2 separate regions of the Mus musculus genome follow, and region 1 is linked to region 2. The links are chromatin contacts, called in public HiChIP or PLAC-seq maps. All regions are on one chromosome and are shown on one strand. The core of a region is the stretch at or near the end of the contact, and the rest is flanking DNA. Distances in the headings are between cores, read along the strand shown. Region 1 holds the start of Tecpr1 (tectonin beta-propeller repeat containing 1). Region 2 has its middle 31 kb from the start of Gm52796.

What was found. HiChIP or PLAC-seq counts read pairs in DNA pulled down with a chosen protein or histone mark.
Region 1: a contact with region 2 is called in an H3K4me3 HiChIP or PLAC-seq map of forebrain, with 7 times the contacts expected there. The contact joins the promoter of Tecpr1 here to the enhancer-like site in region 2. A contact is called at or near these places in 3 of 39 promoter capture datasets (embryonic stem cells, hippocampal neurons and liver) and 6 of 115 datasets of contacts at active chromatin or transcription factors (the 230-238 cell line, embryonic basal ganglia, embryonic stem cells and 2 more).

Annotation. Positions count from the first base shown.
Region 1 is chr5:144,222,214-144,224,913 of GRCm38.p6, forward strand. It overlaps Tecpr1 (tectonin beta-propeller repeat containing 1), which reads right to left and starts at 1,402. Exons shown (of 25, transcript NM_027410.2): 1 at 1,282-1,402.
Region 2 is chr5:144,702,423-144,705,122 of GRCm38.p6, forward strand. No RefSeq gene overlaps it. Among named protein-coding and RNA genes, the nearest start is that of Gm52796, 31 kb to the left of the region's middle. Within about 2 kb of position 1,304, at least 17 of the 459 cell types and tissues checked have an H3K27ac peak or open chromatin away from gene starts, as enhancers often do. A contact at or near this core is called in embryonic basal ganglia and forebrain, where this site is marked.

The DNA of each region.
Region 1 (2,700 bases), core at 152-2,651, 480 kb before region 2:
GCCACGCACGCATGCGTGTGCGCACACACGCAAAACACACACACTAAACTGTAAAAATACTTGTAAGTGAGCCACAATGGCACTTGCTTATAACCCTAGAGCTGAAGAGGTGGATGGATCCCTGGGGTTTCCTGGTTGGTTAGCCTAGCCTAATTAGTGGGCCCCGGGCTAGTGAGAAATCCCAGCTTTAAAAAAACAAAGTGGATGGTGCAGGTTGACCTCTGACTTCCACAGCCGCTTGTGCATCTGCACACACAAAGAAATTAAAAACAAAAACAACAGCAACAACAAGAAAACAGGGCTGGAGAAATGGCTCAGTGGTTAAGAGCACTGACTGCTCTTCCGAAGGTCCTGAATTCAAAATCCCAGCAACCACATGGTGGCTCACAACCATCTGTACAGCTACAGTGTACTCATATACATAAAAACAAACAAACAAACAAACAAACAAACAAAAAGCAGAGCAAGCAGTGGGCAGTAGATGCTCTTGAGGCCACAACACAGCACACAGAAGCCACAAAACGTTTACTTCTGCGGAATCTGTCTTCAGGCTGCAAGACTTCTTCTGGTTTTTCTATTACACCCTCACTCCTGTCTGATGTGCACTGGCTATTAAAGTTGTTTCCTGGCTGCCAAGCGCAGGGACCACTCCAAGGTGATGTTAGGGTTAAAAAAGAAGACAGGAAATATCAGAGCTTGTATGGGAGTGGGGGCCCTTCCTGGAGAGTAAATAGAGTCGGGCCCAGCCCCAGCCGGCAGGAAGCGACCTGGCTTTGATCCCAGTTCCTGCACTTGGGCGACAGGTGGGTCCCCTGCACTGTCACCAGGAGCATATGTCGGAGCTGTAGGGCTGTGACCATCTGCCTACACTAATCCTAAAGCAAGCAGATTTGCTCCCAACGTCAAGGGAGAAGAAAGGCTACAGACAGGCTCCTGGATGTTCCATTTCTCTAAAATCATGCAGGCTCGGCGATCGGCGTCTTCAAATCTCTGCAGTCCTAAGGCTGCAAAGGCTGCAATGGGGGTCATGCTATGAAGCGGGTTCACGAGCAGACATTTAGGGGTTCCAAAGCAGGGGTAGGGGTGGTGCCCTGTAGGTGTGCAGCAGAGAACACAAGTACAGTCCCCTCTCCCTCCCTCGATCGTCCCAGTTAACGCAGCCAATGGAGGAGAGGGATCGGAAAACTGGGAGCACCTCTGCTCTGTGCCACCCAAATAACATCGATCGGAGTCTCCACGGCCCTTGTCACCGATGTTACGGGGACATCGCGCCGCACTTACCTGTGCCCACGCCCGGTGGGGCGGGTTCCCAGCGGAGGCTTCTGTACTCCTCGGTTTTAGCTACAGTCCGGCCCTCCCCCGGCCTCAGGCTAGAGGGCGGGCCGGAAGCAATAATCAACTCAGCGTTGATCGGCCAGATTCGGAGTGACGCAACTGCCTGGAAGCTCACGATTGGCTGCTGCGCTCAGCCGCAATTTCTCCGGCTCGGGGTGGCGCGCGTGCGCACTCTCGAGGTCGCGCCGGGTCCCGCTAGCCAGCGGCGCTCTGTGCTAGTCGGGAGGAAAGGAGCGGGTTGCTACGTCCCCTCTCAGGACTCCGCGGGTCCCAGCGCGTCCTCACATGCCTGCTTCCTGCGCTCCAACCTTCTCCGGCACGTCCCTCCTTCTTGCCTGAAGCACTTCTCGTCTACACCGGCCTGCACCGCTCCCGAAGCGGAGTCAGGTTTTTTCAGGGTTGGATTTCTTTAGTTGACACAGGAGTCTGTTTTCCAGCCTTCATAAGAAAGGATAGTCGTCATTTCTAATTCTTCATTTCTTGTTTAAAGATTTATTTATTCTTATGTGCCTTGTGCAGTTTGCCTTCTTTTGCCTGCATTCATGTCCGTGTGACGTTGTCAGATCCCCTGGTACTGGAGTCACAGTTGTGAGCTCCCATGTGGATGCTGGGTATTGACACCGGGTCCCCGGGTTAGTGCTCTTAACTGCTGAGCCATCTCTCTAGCCTCTTATTAACTTTTTAGTTTTTAAAAAAATATTTATTTGTATGTGTGTTCCTGTGTGCACGTGCGCAATGCGCTAGGTGCAGAGATCAGAGGACAGCTTTCTAAAGTTGGTTTTTTTCCTACCACCGTGTGGGTCCCAGGGTTCGAACTCAGTACTTCAGGCTTCTCAGCCTTTACCTACTGAGCCACCTCACCGGTAAATTCTGTATTATTTTTTTTAATTAGTGTGTTTTAGATTTTGATTTGTTTATGTGTGAGAGTATAAGCAGATGTATGTGTTGTGTGTAGGGGTGTGTGTACCTGTATATAACCCACACAGGCCTGAAGAGGGCATCCACCGGGTGCTCTCTGCTGCTATTCTGCCTGTTCTGAGGCAAGGTTGCCTACTGTCTTCATTAGGCTGGAATCCAGCAACCCCCTGACACCCCCTGGTTTCTGCTCACCTTGGGGTTAAGGTTAAGTCATTTGCAGGGACACCTGGTGTGTTAAGAGGACGCTGGATCTGATTCTGGTCCTCACTGCAGAGCAGGTGTTCTTAATGTCTGAGCCATCTCTCCAGCCCCTCGTTAGTTTTAGGGGGTCTTTTTTTTTTCTCTCCTTACAACATTTATTTAGTGTATGTGTGTCTGTCTCTCTGTCTTTGGTCAGAGGACAACTTATTGGAATTGGTTGTCTAGTTCTATTGTGAAGCGAGAATC
Region 2 (2,700 bases), core at 54-2,553:
GAAGTCGATCTTTACACCAGTAAAAGAATGCCTCAGCAACAGGATGGGTGGACTTGCCAGCAAGAGTGAGAAGAAGCAGGCAAAAGGCAAAAAAGCTTCCTTCTTCCATGTCCTTTATGTGGGGATGCCACCAGAAGGGGTGGCCCAGATTTAGGATGGGTCTTCCTACCTCAAATGATTTAATCAAGAAAATTCTTCACAGATGGGCCTGGCAGCTTGAGTTTGAGTTGACTTCAGTCAAGTTATCAGCCATAACACTTGCCCTCATCTTTGTCTTTTCCCTCCTCCTCCTCCTCCTCCTCCTCCTCCTCCTCCTCCTCCTCCTCCCCCTCCTCCTCCTCCTCCTCCTCCTCCTCCTCCTCCTCCTCCTCCTCCTCCTTTTCCTCTCCAGCAACAGTACAGACTGCTTGGGACAGCTTGTGAGGACATCCTTGACAAACCAGGTTGGATTTGTGACCTATTAATCACCATCTAGGACTGGTTGTACACACCTATAATTCCAGAACCTGAGAGGCTGGGGTGGAGGATTTCAAATTTAACCTGGGAACTTCAGTAAGATTTTGTTTCAAGTTAACAAACTAACAAACAAACAAAAACATTGGAACGGTTCAAAGTGCCTGGGATTGAACCTAGCATGATAGGCAGGGGCTCTACCACTGAGCCACGCCCCCAGCCCCTCACTGGGGGATTCTAGGCAGGGGCTCTACCACTGAGCCACGCCCCCAGGCCCTCACTGGGGGATCCTAGGCAGGGGCTCTACCACTGAGCCACGCCCCCAGCCCCTCACTGGGGGATCCTAGGCAGGGGCTCTACCACTGAGCCACGCCCCCAGCCCCTCACTGGGGGATTCTAGGCAGGGGCTCTACCACTGAGCCACGCACCAGCCCCTCACTGGGGGATTCTAGGCAGGGGCTCTACCACTGAGCCATGTCCCAGCTCTCTTGCATCCTCTTGCTTCAACCTCCCATGTTGCTGGGATGAGAGACCTGTATCACCAGTTCCTGCAGCAGAGTGCCTAGAGTTCCATTCCTGAAGAATAACCCCTCCTTCCTCTACCCCAAGACTACCTCTTGACCATGGACTTGGCCGGCGGGGAGTGAAGCCTCATCGAGAGTGGACAGAGCCTCTACCATCCATCCTCACCGTCTGGGACCGAGCTGATTCTCCTTGGCCAAGAGAAGAAGGCTCACATCAAGTTAGCAGATTCCTTAATTAGAGCCAGACGGTTCCCAGCTGTATTCCTCCACCCCAACCTGGGTGGCCTCCCGCTAGAAGAGGAGCCGACATTGTTGTGTTTATGCTTATGAGGCGGATCTGCTGGAAGAGAGCATTCTAAATGAGATTACATCTTATACATGTTTAATGTACTGTTCCCGCCATTTAAAATGCAGCTCTATTAAAAATAGCAGGGAGGGGGGGAATTGACTCACGGAGCTGGGTGTGGAGAGAATAGATCAGCAGTGAAATGAATAATATATTAACAGAAGAATGCTGTTGCTTTTCATATTAATCGTATAAATCACGGGATTCTTGAGCTGTCAGCAGAAGTTAAGGAGGAGGAGAAAGCCGACTTCTGATTTCACAGCTGGGGAAAGACAGAGGCTGGTGAAGCATGGGCGCCAGATGCATGGTGATCACACTGGTTACAAGATGGGTGTTCTGGGCATGATAATGATGCTGCCAAGGGTCTGGGACTTCCCTCAGGGCAGTGCTGTTACCGTAGGAGGGCAGCAGCTCAGCCCCTGCCTGTATCCCTTACTAATGCTAACTGCTTACTGTGAGCATAAGAAAGATGAATGGGACTCGGTCCCCGCTGTAGGCCAAGGAGACAGACGTTAACACAGATGGTTGCACAGCAATGTGCAACCAGGCAGAACAGAGGCCTTCCCAAGAAAAGCAGGTGGGCATCCCCAAATGTCAAGTGTCCTCTACCCCTGTCGATCTCTCTCTCTCTCTCTCTCTCTCTCTCTCTCTCTCTCTCTCTCTCTCTCTCTCTCTCTCTCGTGGTTGGTTTTTTTGTAACCCCTGCACTTAGGTGAAGAGGCAGGGTTTCAAGGCCATCCTCAGCTACACCGTGAGTTCAGGACCACCCAATGCTATGTGAGAACCTGTCTCAAAAAGAAGTCCCCTGTCAATATGGGACTGGAGAGATATGTCAGCAGTTAAGAGCATCATTGGCTGCTCTTCCAGAGGACCAGGGTTCAATTCCTAGCCCCCACATGGCAGCTCACAGCTGTCTGTTCCAGAGGATCTGGAACCTTCACAGAGACATACATGCAGGCAAAATACGAATGCACATAAAATAAGAATAAATAAATCATTAAAAAGATGTTAAAAAAAACAACATACACGTGCACACATACACATTACACACACACACACATACACACACACACACACACACACACACATGCGAAGCAATATTAAAGGTCTGGAGAGTTGTCTCCATGGAGAAGAGCAGACATTGCTCATCCAGAAGACCCAAGTCACCCAAGTTTGATTCCCAGCACCCAGATTGGATGGCTCCTAACTGCCCATAACTGTAGCTCCAAGGGACCTGACCCCATGGCTGTCCATCCAGCCCCACCCAGGCATCCTCCCATGTCTGCCTCCCCACTGCAGGGATTGCAAGCATGTACCACCACACACAGACTTTCCACGTGGTTTCTAGGACTCAAACTTGGGCCTTGAGCTTATAAA